Linked DNA regions of Sus scrofa: regions 1 and 2 are each linked to region 3. The links are chromatin contacts, called in public HiChIP or PLAC-seq maps. All regions are on one chromosome and are shown on one strand. Each heading gives the region's core, a stretch centred on a gene start, on an enhancer-like site or on the middle of the called end of the contact. The rest is flanking DNA. Distances are from core to core; before and after follow the strand shown.

Region 1 (3,181 bases), core at 404-2,903, 400 kb after region 3:
CAGGTTCCCAGGTCCAAGGGCGGGGTCGGTGAGAGACACACCGGGCAGGAGGCAAAGGCCTGAGCCTGAGGACCTCACAGGGCAGGCGAAGCTGTCCGGGTTTGCTCCAAAGGCCACGGGGCCCACTCTGTCATTTTCAACCCCAGGGGAAGGTTGCGGGAGAATGAGGGTCCTGTTAGGCTCATAATGTAGGCACGTCAGTCAGGAAGCAGGAAGAGGGTGGCCTGCAGATGGGGCTGAGGTCAGCAAAACTGGCAAGTGGCCTAAGTGACAATAATTCAAGCCACAGTAATCCAGACATAGCACCAGAGTTCGGGGGGGGGGGGGGTTAATCCGTTTTGGAAAGGATCGCCCGGACTGGGCAGCCATCAGAAGTGACAGGCCTGCTGACGGGAGGGTATGAGTGCTTCTGACTCTGCCTCTCACTGATAACAGAGCATCCGAATTGTCTCCCAACACTGAGCCTGACAGGCTTTTACATGTTGTCATCAGAGCACCTGATGGCTCGAATGTCAGAAGCTGAAATAATACTATGACGGCAGGACAGTCAAATATGGTAAGTTCTACTCTGTGATCCTAAAAGTAAACATTTAGCCCGAACGCTGAGCACAACACTGTGACATCTTGGCCCCAAAGACGAGTTACAGCAGGGACAGCTCCTCCTGGGGACCTGTGACCACGAGGGGCGTCTGGGATTCTCTGCGCAGGCCTGGATCAACTCCCCTCCCTGGCATGCCCCCTCTCCCCTGCAACTGATACTCTAAGACAGGACCTAGCCGACAGGGCATCCCCCTGCCAAGCCTTCAGAGCGACAGGGCAACCTGACCCTATAACGGGGTGGAGATTAGCACTTAGACGAAGCCTTGGCTGGCCTTCTGTGATTCTTCATTTTATCCAGAAACGAATGGGAGTATATGATTGCACTAAGAACTGAATAACCAGGAGTTCCCGCGAGGCGCAGTGGTTAACGAATCCGACTAGGAACCATGAGGTTGTTGGTTCGGTCCCTGCCCTTGCTCAGTGGGTTAACGATCCGGCGTTGCCGTGAGCTGTGGTGCAGGTTGCAGACGTGGCTCGGATCTGGTGTTGCTGGTGGCTACTGCTCCGATTAGACCCCTAGCCTGGGACCTCCATATGCCGCGGGAGCGGCCCAAGAAATAGCAAAACGACAAAAACAAAAAACAAAAACCAAAAAAAACCCTGAATAACCAGACCCACTGGTTTTACCTTCAGACCTGAGTCAGGGAGTGCTGTCCACCCCCACTATGCCTCTACCGCCGCCCGCTCCGCCCGCCCCGCGCGCCTCTGGCATCCGCGGCCTTCGCAGAACTAGTGCTTCTCTCACACAGATGCGCTCGGGCCGCGGAGAGAACCCGCCGCGCCTCTGGCTCCAGCAGTGCCCAGGCCACGCGCCCGGAGGCTTCCGGTGGCTCCTGACCTTGAGCGTCGGCCCCGCCCCGGGCCCCCAGACGCCCCAACTCCCTTCAGATTGGCCCCGCCTCCGTCCCATATGATGGCCCCGCCCCGACCGCTCCAACCTATCGCGCCCCGGCTCCCCGGCGCTGCGGCCCCGCCCCGGCCCTGCTCCGACCTATGATGTCGCGGCTCCTACCCGCGGTCAGCGGCCGGGTCCCCGGAGTCCCGCCCACGCCGGCCATGGCTAGGGTGGTGGGCCTGCTGGCGCATCGTTGGTTCTCGGGCGCTTTCCGGGGGTAAGTGCTGAGCCCGGGCCCGCGGGTCTTGCAGGGGGCACCCGGTCCGCTATAGCGTCTCGGTGGCCGCTGGGTTTGCAAGTTTCCAGGACGGAGGGATGCCAGGCGTTCTCCTATGCGGCGGGCACCAGGGTCGGGACTGCGCAGCTGGGTCTCCCGGCCCCGCCGCGGGCTCCGAGGGGCTTTGCTGAGTGGGGGATTGGGGAGGACGGGCGAGCTGCCCTGAAGGTTCGCGCGCGCCCTGGGGTCAGGCTGCGGGTGACCTGTCCGCTCCTGGAGAACGTCCTGTTCCAGGGACGGTGGCGTGGCGGGTGCACAGCCAGGCAGCGCGAAATCCCGCACCGAGCTGTGCCCACGTGATGGGAAAACCCTGCCGGTTGCCTTCAGGGGGTCGGAGTCCGGAGTGATTTTTCCCGATTTTACGTAATAAACGGTCGTGTTTTGCCATTTTTTAGAAAACAGTCCTTTAAAATGAATAAATTTGCACTCTGTTTTGTGAGAACTTTAACATTTCGGCGTTCACAAACATTTGAAGTTTTCCTTTCATTTTCTGCTTAGGACTGAACGGCTGTTAAATTCACATAGGATGCATAGCTTTCCCCTTTTCGAATTAAAAAAATTCAGTTATTTAACATGAGACTTATAGAAGACCAGTTTTACTGAATGACACTAACTCAGGGTTTGAGGATGATACGTTTAAGTTGGGGTTTATTTGTAACTGTGATTTTAATTATCTTTGGTGCCATCGACTTGGCTATTCCAGGGTCATTGTTGGGAACATCCATTGTTTGTGACTCCTTGCTGGGCATGGAAGCTTTCTCCTCCCCTCTGCTTACTCTGCTACTTACCTGGAAGCACTTGCTGTCTGTGCTTTGCTTCCACCTGGCCCCTTAAACATCTCAGGATGAGGACTGAGGCTGTCTGCCCACCGGCTTCACCATCCAGGGCAGGTGGGGTTCCCTACCTCCAAGACAAAGAGGCATTCTCTGTCTGGAAAGCCAGCACGTGTCCATCTGCCCTTCTGAACACTGGCGTCTTCATTCGCCCCGCCTGTTGCTTGTGTACACACATTTTTTGCTGAGCAGACAGGAAGGAATTGACCGGACACTAGTTTATACTTTGTTAATTAGTGAGTATGTGACCAAGCAAAAGGGCCCATGAGCCCAGAAGGGCAGAAAGCCAAACTCTGAGTTGGCAGCGCACTGAGGATTTATTGCAGGGCGCTAAGCATGGGAGGGGGGTCTCAAGCCTCAGGGCCACTCCAGGTCTTTGAATTACAGTTTTGTTGTTTTTTTTTTAAAGAGGAAGAACAAAGAAACTGTGGTTAATCACCCTCTTGTGACATTTAATTGTTTGGAGTCAGGATGTCTCTCTGGCCGCGGGGTCCGTGGCTCCAAGGTCTGTTTGTTTCTCCTGCTCTGGAAAAACCACCTGAGTTTGGAGTTAACAGTGATGTCTCTGATAGCGAT
Region 2 (3,191 bases), core at 30-2,529, 460 kb after region 3:
TTCAGAAGCTCTTGATAAAAAATCTGTACTCCCTGTCTAGCTGAGCAAAGCAAATCACCGAAGGGTCCAGAGCTGGGCGAACAGCACCGGTGGGGAGATTTCCACCCTCTCTCAGCCCAAAGTTGCTGGGAGACTATATCTGCCTCTTTCCTAAGATGGCTAGAAACAAATCAGATAATGCCGATGCCAAAAAAAGGGTCGTTATAGCAATACTGTTTTAAAATCCATTCTCTTATGTTCTTGAGTTTCCCTATCAAACACATGAAAAACGAAACACCGCTTTTAGTTAAGCAATGGTTAGCCTTGCCGCACATACAAGTAGGTTTTCACTCGGCCGCACATAATTAGCTTAATTACAGACGTGAAGTGCTTGGGTTCGGAAGGTGGTAACAATGCCCATTATTTCTCCCACTCCCAAATGAACGCTATAAGCTCTGGCTAAAAACACTAGGCCTCAAAACCGAGAACTTGATCTTACTTTGCCTCAAGTTCGCAAGCTGGCAAATGAGTTGCAATGGGCAGGGGGATGAATATCGGGTGGATGCTGGAGGAAGTACCCCGCCAGCCACAAACTCTAGCTCTGGGATGGTTAAGGAGGGCGGCCCCGCGCCCTTGTCTTCTCTGCCTCCAGGTCCTAAACGTGACACCGGCACCAGGACCACCGGTACCGCCTGCAGAGGGAAGGTCTCAGGGCTCGCCCGCTGCCGCCCGGCTGCTCCGGGGGTCCGCACCGAGGCCGCCGGGCTGCGGCCAGGAGCCTGGCTCATCCCCGCGGAGGACAGGCGGAAGGCGCGCCCGCGCTGGGGCCTCGCGCCCCGGACCTGTAGAGGCCGCTCGCGCCCACGCCTCCCGGGGCAACGACGCGGCAGGCCCCGCCGCCCTGGACCCAACAGCCGCGGCCTCCGGGCGAGCGGCGCGCGGCTTGCCGCCCGCCCGCGCCCCACGACCCGCGCGCGCGCGCGAGGCAAAGTTTGGCCGTGGCCGCGGGGCCCGAACTTTCCCGCCCGCCTGGCAGCTCTCCGCCGGTTCCCCTCGGCCGGGCCCGGACGCCGGCCTTCCGCGCTCCCAGACTACTTACTCTGGCTGTTCCCGCAGCGTCGGAGCCTCCGCGGCGGCCATCTTGAACTTCCTGACTCCTCGGCGGCGGTGGCGGCGGCTTCCCGGACGGTGGGAGCCAGTGGAGGCGGAGGAAGAGGGAGCAGGGTCCTCGCGCATGTGCCGACCGCGTCGGGAACCGTGGAGCTGAGGCCGCTCGAAGAATCCGGATATAAAAGTGCATCCGGGGACGGGGCGCGCGAGCGTCGTGACGCACTTCCGGGGCGGGGCGGGGCTGCGGCGCCGGCTCGGGCCGTAAGCGGTTACGTTGCCTGGGCTGCGTGCTGGAACCCAGGCGGAGTTCTGGGTGCTGGAGGGAGGAGGGAGCGGAGGGAGGAGGCTGTCTGCGCCGTGGTCGCAGTTCCGAGAACCGGTTTCACTGTGGGACCCAGACTTAGTTAAAATTCCGAAACTAGGGCAAACAAGAGCAACGCTGGGAGCATAATGAATGCCTTTTTATTGCCTAGCATTAAGGCATTAAGGGAAAGCTTGTAGAAAGGCAAGTTGAGAAAACTGAAAGGTAGGGCTGGAGCCAGGACAGAGGGAGCTATTGTTGATACATTTATTTGAAATCTTCAGCATAAGGATTCAGGAGTCCCTTGCTCCTGTTCATGTTCGCTGGTTCCGTAAATTGAATTTTTAAGTAATATTTTTGGCCCGAATACCTTCATGTGATTGTTTTTCCATAATAATGGCATCTACAGTAATGCAATTATGTAATGGTTATGTATCTCATTATGAGTAATGAACTATTGTATGAGAAAACATTTATTGGCTCTTGGAGAGCTTTCAACGTATGTTTTTATATGCTCTCTCTCAAAAGTATCTTTCTCCATGATCTGAATCTTAAAAGCAGGGTGGTGATCACTTTTATTCTTGTCAGCAACTGAGTTTGTGGGGTTTGGCCTAGAATTTTGACCTCGGAATATCTGATCTTATATACCTCATGATTTTATAGAGGGGAGGAGTTACAAATATTCCGACAAAATAAGCCCCTGGTTGGCTGAATTCCAAACGTGTTTAATGTTAATAAGCGTTTCCCCCCATGAATATTACTAACATTAAATCAACCTTGGATATTTATTGACTTTTGGGGGTTGCCCCACCCCACACCTATTGTAGCATTTCCTTTTTTTTTTTTTTTTTCTGCTTTTTAGGGCTGCACCCCCGTGGCATATGTAGATTTCCAGGTTAGGGGTTGAATCAGAACTGCAAGCTGCTAGCCTAAGCCACAGCCACGCCAGATCTGAGCCGCATGTGTGACCTATGCAATGCTGGATCCTTAACCCACTGAGCGAGGCCAGGGATCAAATGAACCTGCAACCTCATGGTTCCTAGTCAGATTCGTTTCCCTTACGCCACAGCAGGAACTCCTGTGGCATTTCTTTATATGGTCCTTAATTATATTGTTTCCTTTATGAAGGCTTTCTGTCCCCTTAATAATCAAATTCAGGTATAATAACTGAGAATGCTGCTGCTGCTTTTTTTTTTTTTTTCTCTTTTCTCTCCTTTGGGCCTCGCCTGAGGCATGTGGAAGTTCCCAGGCCAGGGATCAGACGGGAGCCACAGCCTCCACAATAGCAGTGACATTGCCTGATTGTTAACCTGATGTGCCACCAGGGAAATCCAGAAGGCTTCTTTCAAATAAAATAGTTTTCAGAACTATGTTAAGAATGGTTTATATTTTCTTTCTTTTTTTTTTTTTTTTTTTGGTCTCTTTGCCTTTTCTAGGGCCCCTTCCCACCGCATATGGAGGTTCCCAGGCTAGGGGTCCAATGGGAGCTGTAGTTGCTGGCCTACGCCAGAGCCACAGCAACGTGGGATCTAAGCCGTGTCTGTGACCTACACCACAGCTCACGGCAACGCCAGATCCTTAACCCACTGAGCAAGGCCAAGGATCAAACCCTCAACCTCATGATTCCTAGTTGGATTTGTTAACCACTGTGCTATTATTGGTTTATATTTTCAACCAATATATTTATTTACTAATAGCGTGTAAGTTGGGATTTCAGAGTTCTACTAATTGTTCCTGCCTCTAGATTCTCATTCCAATATATCTTTTCAAAGCTATTATGTATAAAACGTTGTAGTTAAGG
Region 3 (3,338 bases), core at 584-3,083:
ACGTATAAGGTGCTACCTTCACCCAAACACTCACGGAATGAGTTAACTGACTCAGTATTTATAGTCACAAAAATGAACGATGCGTGGATTCTCAAGCCCAAACGCTCAAAGAATAAGTCCATAGAGAAACCAAAGCCCTCCCACCCTCATGCTACGTACTTTCCCAGCTCTGTCTCGGCCTCTACTTCTGGGCCTTCCCCAGACAACACCCTCCTTCCTTCTTGAAAACCAGGAGATTTTTTCCCCCTTTGTCCAAACCTCCCCAGACAGTATCTTGAGCACAGTCTGGCATCGCTAAGGTGTAAAATGGTTGAAGAGAATGGACCATGTTCAGTGCCAGCCAAGGTACACTGACCACGTACAATGTAAGGGCAGGCCACAAACCCACCACCAAGTCTACACATGGCAAAACCTCCTACAGAGAACGTTTGCAAACACTTGCTTTTCAAAAGCAACAGAAAGTTGCTAGAAGGCCATCACTGTTGGCAAGAGAGCTCCATTCGGTGCCAACTGCGATAACCCACTCCGGGAGAAGAGCCTGAAGAAGGTTCACCTGCTTCTTATGAAGGGTTCACGAGGGCCAAGGGGCTCTGCCTGTTACAGACGCTTGCACTTCCTAAGTCCCTAAACACCTCCAAGAGGTGAACCCAGAGAGTTTCCACAAGTTTTAAGTCTCTCATGAAGATGTATATACGGAAATATATACGCCACAGAAGAACCCTTTATCCAAAAGAACAGAAAGGCTTCCAAGCTTCCATACTCCCGGGAAGCCGACTTTGCAACACGTCAAGAAGTTACATCGAGGCGTACAAAACATGTCTAAAGATTCCAACTGACAACCGCACAACTTGAAGTCGACGCTGGCAAACCCATCGCCCATAACTTACAGCTCTGATGGTGCCCCTTCTTACTTGCACCGCTGCGGCGCAAATGAATGACGGTGTATCAGCGTTAAATTTAAATTTCCTGGCTCTGGCCACAATGCTAACCTAATTAAACCATGTGGTCCACGCCGAGCATTTTCGGTGCGATATTTTGCATCGCTCGGGCCAGCACAGAGTCGGGAGGCAGTTGCACTCTTCTCTCGCCCCCCCAACACCGGAGGCAAACCCTCCCCGAAGCGCTCCGCCAAACGGCCAGGAGAGCACCCCCGCGCCGCCCACAGACCCCGCCGGGCGGTGCCGGGGGCTCCGCACCCACCGCCCCGCCGCGGGCACTTTGGGCTCCGTCCGAGCAAGTCGCTCGCGTCAGCGCTCCTGCCCGCGGCCGGGACCCCGGGCCCCGCAAGTCGGGCGCCGCCGCCGCCGCCGGGCCCGGGCGCACGCGCTTCCGTCCAGCAAACTGCGGCCGGGGGGGAGGGGGCGGCGGGCCGGCCGTCGGGCGGGGGCCGGGCGGGGCGGCGGGCCGGGGGGAGGGGAGGTACCTCGTACAGCTCCTCGGAGGCCATGGTGGGCGGCGGGGCGGGGGGCGCGGGGGCAGGGCGGGCGAGGCGCCGCGCCGCCGGCGGCCGACACTTTGTTTCAGTTGGGTCCCTGCGTGGCCTGCGCTTCCTGCTCCGCTCGGCTCCGGCGCCGGGCGCAGCGCGGACCGGCCGCTCACTCCTGCCGGTGCGGGCCGCCGGCCGGGTTGTGCGCAGGAGCAGCTGCGCAACGCGCCCTCCGCGCCGCGCTCACTCCCCGGCGGGCCGGCTCGGGCTCGGGCTCATCGCGCCGCCGCGGGGCCGGGCCGGGCTGGGGCGGGCGCGGCGGCGGTGCACGGCGGCGCGCTGGCTCCGCGGCTCCCCCTCTCCGGTGTAGTGCAAGAAGCTTCCTACTTGCGACCAAAAAACCTGCCCCGGCTACTGAGCATGCCCAGTGCAGCCGCCCGGCCCGGCCGAGCCGCGCTCCCGCGCTCCGGGTTTTCGGGCCGCCCGCGCGGGAGGGGCGGGGCGGCCGGCGGGCGGGGCGGCCGAGGGGAGCAGCGGGCTGCGCTCCGGGCGCGGCGGGCGGGCGGCCGCGGGGGGCCGGCCGGCAGGAAGGGGAGGAGCCCGGGCGGGGGCGGGGCCGGGCGAGGCGGGGGCGGGGCTGGGGCGGGACCCGACTCGCCCAAATGCCCTCGCGGAGGTCGGACCCGGCCGCGGCGCCCGCCCGCCTCGACGTGGGAGCCGAGCTCTGGGGCGGGCGGGCGCAGGGCGGCGGCGGCGGCGCGCTCGGGGGCAGGCGCCGGCGGCCCCGGAGTTGGCCAGGGGACCATGGGGCCGGGCCACCCCGCGAACCGCGCCCGCCGCCCCGACGGCAGCGACGCGCGGCCTCTCCCCGGAACGCGCGGAGCCCCCGCCCCCGGGCGCCCGCCGCGTCGCCCGTTCCGGCCCGGGCAGCCTGCGGAGGGCCGGCGGCGTGGCCAGGTGGAGCCCCCGCCCCACCACGTGCCCGCCTCCCCCGCGGCAGCCGCCAAGACCCGGAGTCGGAGCGCGCGCCCGCGTGGGGCCCGGCACGCGCGCTCGGCGGCAGGCCCGGGGTGGGGGCCGGGGCGGGAGCCCGGCGCAGTCGAGGGCGGCGCGAGGGCGCGGCCGCCTCCTCTCGGCCCGCAGCTTCCCCCACGCCGGGCCTCCCTGTTCCTCTTGGAGCGTCCGCCTCCTCCGAAGGGGAGCCGGGAGGAGGGGCCGGAATCTGGGCTCCAGGGAGGTCTGGGTTCCAAAGGAACGAAGCTGTCAGTGGTGGTTCTCCTTGGGGGGGACGGTGTGGACAACTAGGCGACCAGCCCTGCCGGGACCACAGCGATGGGCTGGCCCTTCCTCCGCCTGGCAGGGGAGCAGGGCAAAGTGGGGGCGGCCCGCGCGCGGGCTAGCTCCCAGGGCACACCTGCCGGGACACCGGACGCTTCCCCATCCGTGTGGAATGAGGAAGGGGCTGCCCGGCCTGACTCCCACAAACAGCCGCAACTCCCAACCTTCCTGCGAATAGAGCGGAACTTCCCCCCCGAGGCACCGCAGAGACAGGCTTACGCTGTCCCCCACCCCCTACGGCAGGAAGACACCACCAAAGCCTCATCTCTCCCAGGGCATCCTCTCCTGCCACCCCGTTCCCGGTGCTCTGTCTAGCTCCAGTTCCCAACTGACCTCCTAGAAACCAGGCTCCTCCCACCAGTTTTCTTCCTAAAACCCAATTCGATCGTGCCCCGTTCGCACAGTTTAGCAACCGCAAGGCTTTGCAGAGAGCCCGCTGAAGCTTCCTGCCCTCCCCACGCCCACGAACAAGCGCCACGCTTGCCCTTAAGTCACTTGAAGTCGAATCACCACTGCCTTCACGCCGACGCTTCTGCCTGCAGTTCCCTCTGCCTGGAATGCCCCCTTTCGACCT

The links. HiChIP or PLAC-seq counts read pairs in DNA pulled down with a chosen protein or histone mark.
Region 1: a contact with region 3 is called in an H3K27ac HiChIP or PLAC-seq map of alveolar macrophages. The contact joins the promoter of ECI2 here to the promoter of CDYL in region 3. A contact is called at or near these places in 1 of 5 promoter capture datasets (liver), 1 of 47 Hi-C or Micro-C datasets (embryonic fibroblasts) and 2 of 2 datasets of contacts at active chromatin or transcription factors (alveolar macrophages and skeletal muscle).
Region 2: an H3K27ac HiChIP or PLAC-seq map of alveolar macrophages shows a contact between it and region 3. The contact joins the promoter of PRPF4B here to the promoter of CDYL in region 3. A contact is called at or near these places in 2 of 5 promoter capture datasets (fetal liver and liver), 1 of 47 Hi-C or Micro-C datasets (fibroblasts) and 1 of 2 datasets of contacts at active chromatin or transcription factors (alveolar macrophages).

What each region holds. Positions count from the first base shown.
Region 1 is chr7:2,444,644-2,447,824 of Sscrofa11.1, reverse strand. It overlaps ECI2 (enoyl-CoA delta isomerase 2), which reads left to right and starts at 1,653. Exons shown (of 10, transcript NM_001113443.1): 1 at 1,653-1,712. The coding sequence starts at 1,657. It overlaps LOC110261764 (a long non-coding RNA gene), which reads right to left and starts at 1,710. Exons shown (of 2, transcript XR_002346265.1): 1 at 1,613-1,710.
Region 2 is chr7:2,380,592-2,383,782 of Sscrofa11.1, reverse strand. It overlaps PRPF4B (serine/threonine-protein kinase PRP4 homolog), which reads right to left and starts at 1,279. Exons shown (of 18, transcript XR_002346264.1): 1 at 1,079-1,279. LOC102161992 (a long non-coding RNA gene) reads right to left here. Exons shown (of 2, transcript XR_304244.3): 2 at 3,052-3,191.
Region 3 is chr7:2,844,398-2,847,735 of Sscrofa11.1, reverse strand. CDYL (chromodomain Y-like protein) reads right to left here and starts at 1,833. Exons shown (of 7, transcript XM_021100128.1): 1 at 1,424-1,833. The coding sequence starts at 1,447.